3 separate regions of the Sus scrofa genome follow, and all the other regions are linked to region 1. The links are chromatin contacts, called in public Hi-C maps. All regions are on one chromosome and are shown on one strand. Each heading gives the region's core, a stretch centred on a gene start, on an enhancer-like site or on the middle of the called end of the contact. The rest is flanking DNA. Distances are from core to core; before and after follow the strand shown. Region 1 holds the start of MAML3 (mastermind-like protein 3). Region 2 overlaps LOC110262151 (a long non-coding RNA gene). Region 3 holds the start of SCOC (short coiled-coil protein).

What was found. A called contact is a pair of places that touch in the nucleus more often than the background predicts.
Region 2: a contact with region 1 is called in a Hi-C map of epiblast stem cells, with 2.0 times the contacts expected there. The contact joins the enhancer-like site here to the promoter of MAML3 in region 1. A contact is called at or near these places in 4 of 47 Hi-C or Micro-C datasets (embryonic fibroblasts, epiblast stem cells, fetal heart ventricle and 1 more).
Region 3: a Hi-C map of liver shows a contact between it and region 1, with 5 times the contacts expected there. The contact joins the promoter of SCOC here to the promoter of MAML3 in region 1. A contact is called at or near these places in 1 of 5 promoter capture datasets (liver) and 5 of 47 Hi-C or Micro-C datasets (heart right ventricle, liver, mesenteric adipose tissue and 1 more).

Annotation. Positions count from the first base shown.
Region 1 is chr8:86,876,808-86,881,238 of Sscrofa11.1, reverse strand. It overlaps MAML3 (mastermind-like protein 3), which reads right to left and starts at 1,886. Exons shown (of 7, transcript XM_021100677.1): 1 at 596-1,886. The coding sequence starts at 1,066.
Region 2 is chr8:86,736,365-86,740,916 of Sscrofa11.1, reverse strand. All of the region lies in intron 2 of LOC110262151 (a long non-coding RNA gene), which reads right to left. Among named protein-coding and RNA genes, the nearest start is that of SCOC, 48 kb to the right of the region's middle. Within about 2 kb of position 1,461, at least 3 of the 83 cell types and tissues checked have an H3K27ac peak or open chromatin away from gene starts, as enhancers often do. A contact at or near this core is called in epiblast stem cells, where this site is marked.
Region 3 is chr8:86,688,663-86,693,349 of Sscrofa11.1, reverse strand. It overlaps SCOC (short coiled-coil protein), which reads left to right and starts at 2,659. Exons shown (of 5, transcript XM_003357017.4): 1 at 2,659-2,715; 2 at 2,717-2,855. The coding sequence starts at 2,674. It overlaps LOC110262150 (a long non-coding RNA gene), which reads left to right and starts at 2,860. Exons shown (of 2, transcript XR_002346763.1): 1 at 2,860-2,914. LOC110262151 (a long non-coding RNA gene) reads right to left here and starts at 2,621. Exons shown (of 4, transcript XR_002346765.1): 1 at 2,417-2,621.

The DNA.
Region 1 (4,431 bases), core at 637-3,136:
CATTCACAAAACTCTCAGACTTTCTCAGCCCGAAGAGGGTGAGCTGAGGGGGAGGGGGAGAGCATCTCCCTTCCTCCTCCTCCTCCTCCTCCTCCCCCCAGGGTTCGAGGGCCTGATGCCCGCCCAGAATCTGCGACAGCATCAATTTCTCCCCGCACCCAGAGGATGTGCTGAGAGGGGTGGGCGAAGGGGGACGGGTCTGGGGAGCCCAGGCGGCAAGGCGAGGGGTCGGGTGGGGAGCGGTGAAGACGAGGAGCGAGGTTTCAACTCTGGGTTCACTCTTTCAAATTGGTATTTGAGAACGGGAGAGGGGGGAAAACTTTTCCAGCACCTCACCCCGACGCTCCTCCAGGCTCCCTCCGCCCCTCGCAGTCGTGACTGGCTTCTCCCCCTCTCGCCCCCTCTTCTCCAAATCTGACAACCCTGACAGATTAACAGGTAGCGGCGACGGCAGCTTTTAGCTCAGGAAAGTTGACGTTAACCCTTCGGCTTCAGCCCACCTCACCCGCCTTGCAAATCAGATCCCCGTGCCCCCGTGTAAGAAGCTCCCCCCCCCCACGCGCGCGCCCCATGCCCGCTGCCAGCGCGCCCTCACCATGATCAGCGTGTGGTTCCTCTGCTCCGCCGAGGCAGCCTCCGCATCTTGCTGGGGTTTGCTCTGGTGCTGTTGCTTGCCGGTGCCGGCGCCGGATTTCTTGGCCCTCTGCTCCAGGGTCCGCTGGTAGAGGCTCACGGTGTCCCGGCGCTCCAGCTCCAGCTGCTCCACCTGAGCCTGCTGGTACCTGTTCTCGCAGTTGACGTGGTGCCGCCGGCAGCCCTCGATGCGCTGGCGGAGCCGCTCCACCACTGTGCTGTGCTTGGGGACCGCCGCCGATCCGCCGCCGGGGCCCCCGGAGCCGCCGCCACCGCAGCCGGCAGCGGGGTGATTGCTACTCGGAGCAGCGGGAGTACTATTGGGAGTATTATTCACACCGATCCCGGCCCCGCCGAGGCTGCTGTTCAGGCTACTGTTGATGCAAATACTACTGCCATTCGCGGCGGCAGCGGGGGCTGCGAAATCCCCCATCCTGCTCCCCGGGCACACTATTTTGGAAGAACTTTTTTTATCCACCCCCTATCAGCCTTCTCCTTGGGTCCAAGGATTAAAATAGTTTAAGTGGAACGCGGGGGAGACGCAAGCACATGGATGGAAACAGCGATCCCGGCCGGGCGAAAAAAAGGGGGAGAGATTTTGGGGTGGTTTTTTTGTTTCCTTTTTTAAACTGTAAAGCTCGAGGGGGAAAAAGAGGGGGGTGTTATCAGAATACCATCAGACACCTATCAACAAAAAGAATCACAACAAACTGAGCCAGCAGCAAATCGGGTTGCAACTCAAGGGGAGATCCGCTCTTCGCCTGCCTTCTTTTTATAATCCATTATTTTCTAATAAATTCCAGGAGATTTCCGGTAGTTGGCAAGCATTTTCTCCCTACGTACCGAAAAACACACCCCATGTACACACACAAGCATATGCCTCCAGTGCGGACACGCGCGACACACACTCACTCCACACCGCATCGGAAAACGGCAAGCTTGCTTATTGCATTTTCCTTCCACAAAAAAGTTTTGGTGTTTATGCCGCCCCGTGTTCTCAAAGTACTTTGGCTGCTCAGTTGCATTTCACAGGAACCTAGATATCGAATCCTCGGGCTGGGGGAAGTAAACACATGGACAGTCCGAGGCGACTGCAAAAGTAGATCGGTGAAGTCCTTTGCAAAACGCCGCGCGGAGAGCAGCCCCTAACGCTCGGCTGGGCTGCCGCTGCCGCCGCTGCTCCTGCCACCATCACAATGATCAACTGCTCGCCGCCGCCGCCGCCGCCGCCGCCGCCTCCTCCTCTCGCTCCTCCACCTCCTCCTCCTCCTCCATGCCAGCGGAGTGATATCAGGACGCGCGAGCTCAGTAAACACGGCAGCGGCGGCGGCTTGGAGGCCGTGAGACAGGCCCGGGGACACCGCGCAAAACCCGGCCCGGACTCTCACCCGGCTGGAGCGGGCGCGGCGCGCACAGGCACCCGGCTCCCGCCTCCCTCCGCTCGTCCTCCCCGCCCTTCCACGCCCCCAACCTCCCTACTACCGGGACTGGGAAGCCGGCGCTGCCAGAAAACAGAGAAAGAAAGATTCTGAGGGATCTTGGGAACGCATCAACTTTTGACCTGTGTGTGTGTGTGTGTGTGTGTGTGTGTGTGTGTGCGTGTGCGCGCGCGCCTGTGTCTGTGTGCGTGCGCGCGTGTGTATATATGTGTGTGCGCGCGAGCACGCGTGCGCGCACGGCCAGGGACGCGCCCGGCTGGCTGGATTTCCTTATTCCAAGCGAGGTATCAAGAGAGCCCAAGTTGTTGTTATACATTTATGCATTATATTGCAGAACCGTGCATGATCAGGCAGAAACACTGAAGCTTCACAGCAGTTGTCTGTCATCCCTATCCATGTGGAAAGAAAAAGGCAAATGAGTGGCTCGTTTGTTTGTAAAACCCAGGTAGTAAGTCCTGAATTGTAGTAACGCTGCTTATGAACACGCGTTCAAACTCTAGGCCATCTTAACACACAAATGCCAAATCCTGAACAAAAAGAAATAGGCAACAAAGAACTTGGAATATTATTTAATGCGCGGTACATAATGACTGCTGTTATTAGGGCAATTATTGTTTTACTTACTTGGAAGAAAAATTAAAATAAAGCAAACAGGGACTTGGAGGTGAGACTAACAGTACATTTTAACAGACTGTTTTGAACACTAGGTGCTAATGACAGCAGTAATTAAGGGTCCTTCGTAAATCAGGTGGAAAGATTGCAGATTTCATGGACTAGAACTATAGGAAAAACACAGCATTTCACAGTTTGTCAAAACAAAAACAAGCAAAAATAACAGGCTGACTTTATTGCTAGATATATTTCTTTCTGTTTAAATGAATTCACCATAAGTACAATTAAAATGGAGTGGCAACCAGAGAGAGTAATCTAAACTTTCCACTATCTTTCTGATATTATCAAAAATATCACCAACAACAATTAAGGATCAAATACAATATCCTTGAGTCTGGACTTAACCCATTGCAAATACATAATTGTGAAAAAATTAAAATAGGGAGTTCCCATCGTGGCTCAGCAGAATCAAATCTCACTAGCATCCATGTGGACACAGGTTCTATCCCTGGCCTGGCTCAGTGGGTTAAGGTTCCCAAATTGCTGTGAGCTGCGGTGTAGGCTGGCAGCTACAGCTCGGATTCAACCCCTGGCCTGGGAACCTCCATATGTCATGGGTGCAGCCCTAGAAAGACCAAAAAAAATAAAATTAAAATGAAGAAATAGCGTTTCTGTGATTATCATGAGAACTTGATTGTGAGCTGTTAATAATAAGGCATTTTATATTATCTCAATAAATCTTAGAGAATTAGTTTTTAGAGTAAAAATACACCCCAGTTTTCTAAAATAGCCAGGAATAAAAGAACTTTGGATCTCATGCATTAGTCATGAGATCTGATTTAAACCATCTTCATTTCTTGGCATTGCAGATTAGCATAGGATGCTATTTCTAACCTCATAATGTCAGCAATAAGAAGCAATATTTTTCTTCAATTAATCAGGTCTATATGGTGAACTATATCTTTAACATCCATTTGGGTTATATGGTAAAATGGGTAGCAAAATATTGATTAACCTGGTGTGACCAACGTGAAAAAATATCTTTCGCTAAAGTTGCCATACTTTTTCAGAGGGCTAGTTAGTTAACATACAATCTTCTGATTATCACTAACTGCCCCCCTCCTTCAAGTCTGTGAGGGAATTGAGTTGAGTTCTATAGCAAAAAGTCAGTTCAGATCCTAAAAACACAGAGAAAATTCTAAGAAATTATAAGAAAAAGATATCACAAAGTGACCTTTATTCACATGGTTCACTAAATCATATCTCTATTAATTCAGGAAACATATGGCTTCACTGTGGAAAGGAGGCTATGACTCTGCATTCACTCTGCTGTCTCTTCCCTAGAGTTCAATTCTTAGCCCTCCTTCTACCCCACGCACTCACCTTACGCGTGCAGAACTGTGGTGTGATTTACAGAGGCAGCAAGTTTGAGGGTCTTGAGCACTGGGGCTTCAGTTTTGAGACCTGGGTTCTAATTCTTGCTTTTTCCTATGCCTCAGAATTTATCTTTTAATTGAGAGTTTGTCATTCTGAAAAAAATTCCAATGGTAGCAGCAACATGTATTCCCATCCAGCTGTTTACCTCTCCTATGATGAAAGGAAGCCCCAAATACACAAGAGTTTGCATCCTTCCCTTTGAGGACCAGCAGGTAGAGGGGCTTTACCCCCAGAGCTCCCCCAAAACAAGTGGAGCTATTCTTGCACAACCACAATATCATTCACCGTCTGAGTTTAGTGCATGAGTGGA
Region 2 (4,552 bases), core at 212-2,711, 140 kb after region 1:
AGCAAGGGCAGCAGATGCAGAAGTCGGCGGAGAAGGTGGCTGGCTAGGAGTTTGGTGGAGACACTAGTCTTGGGTCATAACAAGTTGGTCACAGAGGGTGATGAGATGACCGGGGCCAGAGGGGCCTCTGAGACCTGGCTGCGCATAACCGTGACTGCCCCTCCAGTTCTCCAGGAGGCATGGCTAGGTGGTTGCTGGTGGTTCCCCGCCATTTTTTTCTTTTTCTGTCTATTCATTCGATAACCTCCTTTCACCAAATGGGCCTGAGTCCCTTGAATCCAAGAGAATCAAGCACTGGATCACACTTTCTATCAAGAACCTGAGGGTTAGGTGGCAAGTCAGTGTCCCCACAATATGTCTGGACTCCTACATAAAGAACCTATTTTTTTGACTCCAACAAATCCCCTGAACAGAATGTGGTGTCTTTTCTCTTTGTCGTGAGTGAAATAATAAAAATGCAAATCTCTGTTTCCTCTGGATGTCAACAGACATTCCTTTTCTAGGGGGAAGTGACCTTTGAGTAATGATACAAAGTAGTAGACTGTAGCTTAAATATTTTAAAAGGGAGTAATGTGGCTAACAATACGGAACATGTATTGTGTTAGCTCCGTGGGCTCTGTACTGCATGCCCTCATCTAGTCCTCACAATAGCCCTGTGAGACAGCTACATGTCTAGTCTCATTTTTATATTTTAGTGACTAACGTGAGACCATACAACCAAGAAGGGGTAGAATGGGATTCAAACTCTTTTTCTTTTTTTTGGCTTTTTAGGGCTGCACCCATGGCATATGGAGGTTCCTAGGCTAGGGGTCTAATTGGAGCTACACCTGCAGGCCTATGCCACAACCACAGCAGTGCAGGATCCAAGCTGTGTCTGCAACTTACACCACAGCTCACGGCAACACCGGATCCTTAACCCTCTGAGCGAGGCCAGGGATGGAGCCTGCAACCTCATGCTCCCTAGTCAGATTCGTTTCCGCTGAGCCACGATGGGAACTCCTCAAACTCTCTTTTTAAAATTGAAGTATAGTTGATCTATAATGCTCTGTGCATTTCAGGTGTACAGCACAGTGATTCAGTTATACATATGTATAAATATATACATATATTTTTCAGATTCCTTTCCCTTATAGGTTAATACAAAATATTGAGTCGAGCTCCCTGTGCTACAAGTAGGTCCTTGTTGATCTCTTTTACATACAGCAGTATGCATACATTAATCTCAACCTCCAATTTATCCCTCCCTCACCCGTTTCCCCTCAAACTCATTCTTAACTCCAGAGCCTGAGCTCCTAACTGGTGTTCTGTCGTGGAGGCAAACTCTCAAAACCATGTTTCACCCAGTCCCTGGATGGGCATTTTCTGTTCCCAGGATGTCTTCCATTAGCAGGCCCAAGCAGAGCCCATGCCTCACCTCTCTGTGGGGCAACTAGTTCTCTTCAGAGTGTCTTCGGCAACACCCACACCCTCTGGTGGACTCAGAGGAGTGATTCCTCTCAGCAGGCTTTGGAACACTTGAACCTGGATTGTAGAAGTCTCTACCTGCTTCTTGCCTTCCCCCCCATCCCCACCCCCAAGAGGAGAGGAGTGTGACAATATGACTTTATTATAGCAGAGAGGTACATGCAACCTGCACAGCAGCTGCAAGAGATCAGGTTGCTGCGGTCTTTCGTGGTGGTGAAACATTTCCAGAAATCAGAAAATGAGTCCCACAACCAAGTCCCTAATTGGGTCTCTCCAGAAGGGCATCGGACAGACGCTTGGGAAAATTTAATACAAAATGGGTTGTCCATGCCTGACACTTATTCGCGGTCAGGTGCAGTCTCATTAGCAGAAACACCAGCCAAAAACATACATCCCTGCTGTGGTCCTATCCGGGAGCTCTCGCCCAGTGCCAGCATCACTCAACAGCACTGAATGGGAGAAGTGTGGTAATTCTCTCAATTGTGCACTTTGGGGATATTTCATTCAGATGCTTATGTCAGTTTCTCAGGATCCCTCTTACATCCTCAGTGGGAGGCCGGGTCAGAACGGGGGCAGTTTCCCAAGTCAATAACTACTTTCCAAGAAGGAAAGCCAGGGATTTTTTTTTCTCTTGGAGCCACAGATTTACAAATACACTTATTCTTTAGTTATTTGTCATGCAAATAACGGTCATCCTTTCAGCTTGTGTATACAGCACTATATGTTGTCACAGAAATCTGTTTGCTTTACCTGCACCTTTGTAAGGACACACCTCCTGCTTAAGAGCCTTGACTGTGTCTTTGTTCAAGAGTCCTAAGTGGACCACCTCTTTAAAAAAGAAGAGATATTCTCAGGGCAGGGTGGGCAAGGGGAGCTAGGGTGGAGCAGGAATCTTTTCAGAATCACTTGGGGGATTCATTTGAACTGTCTTTCCCCTGCTGTCTCTACCACCCCACCCACCCCAACCCAGGAGGAGTCCTTACAATGGAGGGTACATCGAAGGCCTCAGATATATCTAAGTGGAAAGAAATCTTGAGTCACTAGACTCTAAAACGTATTAACCAAATAGAATGGTGACTAGGTCCCCGGGAATGGAATCCTTTTGTAGCAGGTATGATTCTAGGTCCACACATAAAGGTGTGCAAGCGAAATTAAATCTGTCATTTTAGAAATTAGCTAAATTTGAACTTGAGCCCTGATATCTCCAGGCTCATGAGAAAAGTATAACTTCAGTCATGCTGGTGACCTTCCCCCTTCCTCCCTCAAGGTCACCTCAAGTGTCTAGCATATTCTGGAGTGTGGAGGTGGGGTACTCTGGTATTTTCCATCTGTCTCAAAGGTTTCCACGGAGATTTCCTTGTGTTTGGTCCTAAGAGCTTTTCAGGACTGGTGGTACTCTGATGCTTCTGTTGACCTTAATCAAACAGTCCGCCAGCTATTTCTCCAGCAAAGATGGGCTTATTTGGGATCAGCAGAGAATTGCGATTTGAGGTCCCCAGCATGAATGGAGAGAACTCTTTTATAGAGTAGAAAAGGACATTGGGGAAGATAGTAAACAGAGAGCCCATGGCTTTTCATTGGCTGAGGCCTTGCCAGCAAAGAAGAGCAGTCTGCCTTTTCCCTATTGGGCTCTGCTGCTGTCACAGAGCATGAGAGCTCCCCTTCTGGTCTCCTGACTATTTAATTTTTTTTTTTTTGGTCTTTGCAGGGCTGCACCTATGGCATGTGGAGGTTCCCAGGTGAGGGGTCGAATCAGAGCTACAGCTGCCAGCCTACATCACAGCCCCAGCAAGGCCAGATCCAAGGTGCGGCTCCCACTAAGTGAGGCCAGGGATCAAACCCACAACCTCATGGTTCCTAGTTGGATTCATTTCTGATGTGCCATGGTGGGAACTTTTCTTCTGACTATTTTAACTGAGTTTTCTGTTTATTAATTTTTTTACACTTTTTTTTTCTTTTTAGGGCTGCACCTGTGGCTTATGTAGCTAGGTTCCCAGGCTAGGGGTCCAAACCGAGTTACAGCTGCAGGCCTACACCATAGCCACAGCAATGCCAGATCTTCACCACAGCTCATGGCAACGCTGGATCCTTAACCCACTGTGCGAGGCCAGGGATCCAGGGATCGAACCCTCAACCTCATGGTTCCTAGTCGGTTTCATTTCCACTGCGCCATGATGGGAACTTTTTTTTTTTTTTTAAACAATTCAAGTTATACCTAAGTCCAGAGAATCTTTTGGAGGCTTGATGTCCTGTCTACCTGGGTGGTGTATGCAGTGCCTCCCTTATGGGTTCTTGCAGCCTCCTCCTGCTCTATTTGAACACCTTCCCTGATCTCCAGTCCCAGTACAAGGACCTCTCTTCTAGTTTGGAAAAGGCTTCTCTTCCTTCTGTTACCCTCTTTGCCAGCAAACCTGCTAAGTTATACAATAGGCTCAGACATTAGGAAACAAAACCCAGAAATTCTTGGAAGTCACTTCTTTCTGTCCTACCACATATCCCTCTTTTTTTTTTTTTTTTTTTTTTCATCTTTGTAGGGCCACACCTGCGGCATATGGAGGTTCCCAGGCTAAGGGTAAAATCAGAGCTGCAGCTGCCAGCCTATGCCACAGCCACAGCCATGCAGGATCCGAGCCACATCTGTGACCTACACCACAGCTCACGCCAATGCCAGATCCTTAACCCAATGAGGAAGGCCAGGGATCGAACTGGCGACCTCATGGATACTAGTCAGGTTTATTTCCACTGAGCCATGATGGGAACTCCCCACATAACCTGCTTGAGGCACTGAATCAGCTCCACATTTGAGTGAGAGAAACATACAGAGAAGAAAAATCTATATAAATTAGTGACATGAAATACTATTCCATCATAGTTTTATACCTTCTTTATTGGTGATTCCCAGTTCCAGTTTCCAAATAAATCTAGAGAGGTATTTGGGGGCTGTTGCAAAAAATCCTCCCAAACTTTCAAAATCACGTTAATGCTGATAAAAGTTCAATTTGAAAACACAAATAATGGTTCTGGTTAAAGCTCAGAGATTGAAGAGCTGGTAACACCATTTTCCCCTTGTTACAATATGAAAAAGCTA
Region 3 (4,687 bases), core at 1,410-3,909, 190 kb after region 1:
AAAAAATCTTTCTGGCCATTCAGTTTTCCTCTTCCGTGAGCTGCCTATTTATGTGGTTTGAATATTTGAACCTTCTAACTCTATTTGTAAAACAATCAAAATTTAAAATCTTTTCCTTAATGAATGGCATTGTTTTGTCTGATTTACCAAAGTCCTCCCTATGGTGATGTCGTAAAACATCTGTTTTTTACTAAAAGTTTAGAGTTTTGTTTTTCACATTTCACATTTACTTCATTTGGAATTTAATTTTACTTGTGGGGTGAGATCAAGATCAAATTTCATATTTTTATATGACTAGCCAATTTAACTACAACTGTCATAATTTGTCTTTTCTATAGCCAATTAACAAGGTTATTGTGCCGATTTTACTATCAAGAATAATGAATACTAGGAGTTCCCATCGTGGTACAGCAGAAACGAATCCGACTAGGAACCATGAGGTTGCGGGTTCGATCCCTGCTCAGTGGGCTAAGGATCTGGCGTTGCCGTGAGCTGTAGTGTAGGTCGCAAGCGGGGCTCGGATCTGGTGTTGCTGTGGCTGTGGCGTAGGCCGGCAGCAACAGCTCCGATTAGACCCCTAGCCTGGGAACTTCCATATGCCTCGGGGTGGTGGGGCCCTAAAAAGACAAAAAAAAAAAAAAAAAAAGAAAGAAAAAAAGAATAATAAATACTAGCTTTTTCCCACAACTTCACCAGCATTTCTTCCTTACCAGACACCTTTACTGTGTACCAACTTCCAGGTGCAGTACTTGCCTTTCTTTCTTTTTGTCTATTCTTGTGTTAATACCAGATTTTTAAAAGATGCTTTCAAAATAGAATTACCATATGATCTAGTAATTCCATTTCTAAATGTATTCTCCAAAGAACTGAAAGCAGAATCTCAAAGAGATATTTGCATATACCACAATCATAGCAGCATTCATAGTAGCTGAAAGCTAAAAGCAACTCAAGTGTGCACTGAGGAATTAATGGATAAACAAAATATAAATACACACACCCATATACACAATGGAATACTATTCAGCCTTAAGAAAAAATCCTAACATGCCACAGCATGGATGAACTGTGAGGATGTTATGCTAAGCAAAATGGGTTAGTCACAAAATACAAATACTGTATGATTCTACTTACAGAAGGTGCCTAAAATAGTGAAAATGAGAGACAGAAAGAGTAGTGTTTGCCAGGGCCAGGCAGAACAGGTGAATGGGGAGTTGTTTAATGGGCACAGAGTTTCAGTTTTGCAAGATGAAAAGTTCTAGGGACTGATTGCACAAAAAGGAGAATATATTTAACGCTACTGAACAGCATACTTTAAAATGGTTTAAATGATAAATCTTTTATGCATATTTTACACTACTTAAAATTAAAAGCGGGAAAAAAACCCCAAACCTGTTCTTCTAGTGAAAAAAAAAAAAAAAAAAACCTCTCTTTTTAACGGTTCTCTTAGTCTTTGATATTCTGCAGTTTCATCATAATGTGTGCAGGTATGGAATTCCATATTTTAATCCTGCTCAAGAATAAGTACTTCTTGAATCTAATTCAAATATTTCACAACCCTGAAAAATTCTGTTATTATTCTTTGAATACTGCCCACACCCATTCTCTCTCATTTTGTCCCTATTAGATTTACGTTGGATCTTATTTTCCACTTATTAGCTCCTACATTGCATTCTCCTCATGGTGTGTAAATTTTCATCATGGTGTGTATCTTAATTCTGGTCAAGGCACAGTTTTCAAACACTGAAGGAATTTTTAAAATATATTCCTTAAAAGAAGTAAGGCTCTATCTTAGCAAACTGTTTTCAAACACTGAATGGAATTTTTAAAATATATTTCTTAAAAGAGGTAAGGCTCTATCTTAGCAAACTGTGCTAGAAGTCAGTCAAGAAATAGGAAGACGCATGGCTCACCTTTATAACTCAGAAGAATGTGTCAAAGCAAAAACAATAACAAATATTAAAAACAAGCAGGATGCTGCTTTGTGTCAAGTGCCAGGTATCTGTGAATGGTATAAAGCCAGATTACATTACATCACAAAGCCTGGCACACAGCATTTCACACTGTGTCTATACCTTGAGCAGGACATTTATTTACTCTTAAGTTTCATTTTATGGGTTGCGGTGAGGATCAAATGGGATAAAGTGATCAAAAGGGCTATACACCAAAATAGTACTATGATATTTTCTCAATCCTAAAATATGAATAAATGGTCAGGCGCACTGTGAATTTTGTAACAGTTTGGGTAAGATGCTGTGAGGTACAATCCATTAGGGGAGCACTTAATGGGAAATTTAAAAATATGGAAAAGTCTGCTTTTAGAATTGAAGAACCTCAGTACTTTTCCCTTTATGTTCACACTTGCCCTCTTCTTGATATTGAATGATTTCTCTCTTGCCCAGTGTTCGATTTTACCAACCTCCTGCCTGACAGCTGACAGAATTCGCCACACTCCCTTCCTGGCCTCATTTTCAGGGTCCTGCTGAAACTGAAGAGCGGCTTGTCTCAGGTTGGCTTTCACACGCTTAGTTTAGCTCCTGTACTGTCATTGGGTGTTGCGATTCCTGGACCCGCCCACAACTTCCTCAATTCTGATTGGATGCCGGTGTCCTTTTGTTATGGCAAAAGGTGGATCCCGGGGCTTTGAGATTGGACAACTGGGGCGTCGGGCAGCGAATGCGCAGGCGTGACTTCTTGAGTGGGGATTGGCTGACGACGGGGGCGAGACGGGGCGGGCCTCCCGCCTCGGCGCACGCTCTGTGGGCAGAGAGGGCGGGGCTGCTAGTGCCAGTCGACCCAAGTATCCCGGCCTGAGGCGTCCTCCCGATCCCTCCCCCTGCCGGCGCCTCTAACGGCAGGTGAGGGCCGTCGTGGGCCGCGGAGGGCCTAACCCCGGGCTGCTGGCGTTGGGGCCTCGGTATCGCCGAGGGCCTGGAGGGCGGGGCGGGCTGGATGCCGCCTGGCGCTTCGGGGACTTGGGAAGAGCATCTTACGGCCGGGGCATCTGCCGGTCGACTGGGGCCTGGCTCCCTGCAAACCCCTGCGCAACCTTTTTCTCATCGTCTCATTATTGGGCCCAGAGGTTCCTTTGTTGGGGGCCACCCTCCTTCCCTGGGGCGGACCTTTCCCCGCAGCTCCTGAGTCCAAGGCCTCTGTCCAAATCCTGGCCTGAAATGGGACCGCTGGAGGGGCGTTCGGGTGGGATGAGACCAGGCACGCCTGGACTTGACCGCGGCTGCTCTGCAGCGATGGGGGAGAGGACGCCGAGGCGCGGGGAGGGAAGCGAGGGAGCGGTAAAACAAGGGCTGGCGACATCCTTTCAGGGGCTGAAACCAGCCATTGGCTTGATGTTTCAATGGGCTACTCTTCAGGGTCCTGCTGGACAAGTTCGGGGGAGTTAGGGTTGGAAAGGAGAAACCGGAGACATTCCTGAAAGGGAAGACTTTTGTTGTTCAGTGTTTTGTTCCAGTACTATGACGTAATAGTTTTAAGGACAGATGCTGTGCTCTTTTCCCAACACTGTATCTGTACCTGAGGCTCCAAAGCTATGCCTGTGTATTCTGTGCCTATACTTACTCATTGATTAAACTCAGTATAGCTAGCCACGCTGGGGATCTAGTTTATGATCAATTCCTTAACCTGATGGAATTTAAAATTAGACTTACCTAACCACAACAAGTCAATCTGAAGGGATCTGAACAAGCGTTGCTGAAAGTAGATGCAGCTTGAAGGGAATGAAATTTGCCTTCAGTTGCTTAGATAATAGAAATATCAAAGGAATTTGACATCAAACTTTGCAGAATGTTTGGCACATTTAGTTTAGGGTCGTATTAATGTGTCTTCCATTGCATCGGGAAAAAGCAGGGACTTCATGTTAGACCTGAGTTCAAATTCTTGATTGTTCACATTTGTAAATTGCAATCAATGTCTTGTTGATTTGATGAATCAGTAACAGATGTAAAGAATTTAGTATATTAATGCATAGTGATGTTATTTTAGTAGTCTTATTAGTTTACTAGTAAGGGGATAACATGATAAAAATGAGTTTTAGATGCAGAAAAGTTGGGTGGTTGAGGTTGGACTGGGAAGTCTCAAAATCTCAGGTCTCAGATGTAAGCTTACCTGTGGTGCTGTGGTGGAACAAAAACTAGACTGGGACATTGACTGTAGTCTTGGTTGTCGGTAACTTCTGCTAATGATCTTGGTAAACCGTTATTAGTATCATCTTGGCCTAGGTTTATTAGTAAAATGAGGCAATTGGACTAGGTGATTTTTCTAAAATTCTTTTTGTAGCCTGAAATAGAGCTAAAAGGTAGAGAATAGCTTACATTACTGAATACCTTCTGTGTATTGTTGCAAGCACATTATATGTATCAACTCACAAAAATCTCAAGGAAACTATGAGGTACTGTTGTTACTAAGTTCATTATACAAAAGAAGAGACAGGCTGAGATGTTAATGGTTACCTAATGGTCCAGAGTTTATAAATAGCAGAGCTAGGATTTGAATCCAGGTTATCTAAATCCGAGTTCTTAATCACCATATTTAAACTGCCTCTTGTGAAGAGGGATGTCCTGGTACTCTTGGGAGTACAGGAGAAGAAGGTAGAGGGGTATTCCATAAGATGCTGGTCCTTGGTCACAGCTGGGTGTGTGGGCATAGAAGATGGGCCTATTATTGATGCTTGCCA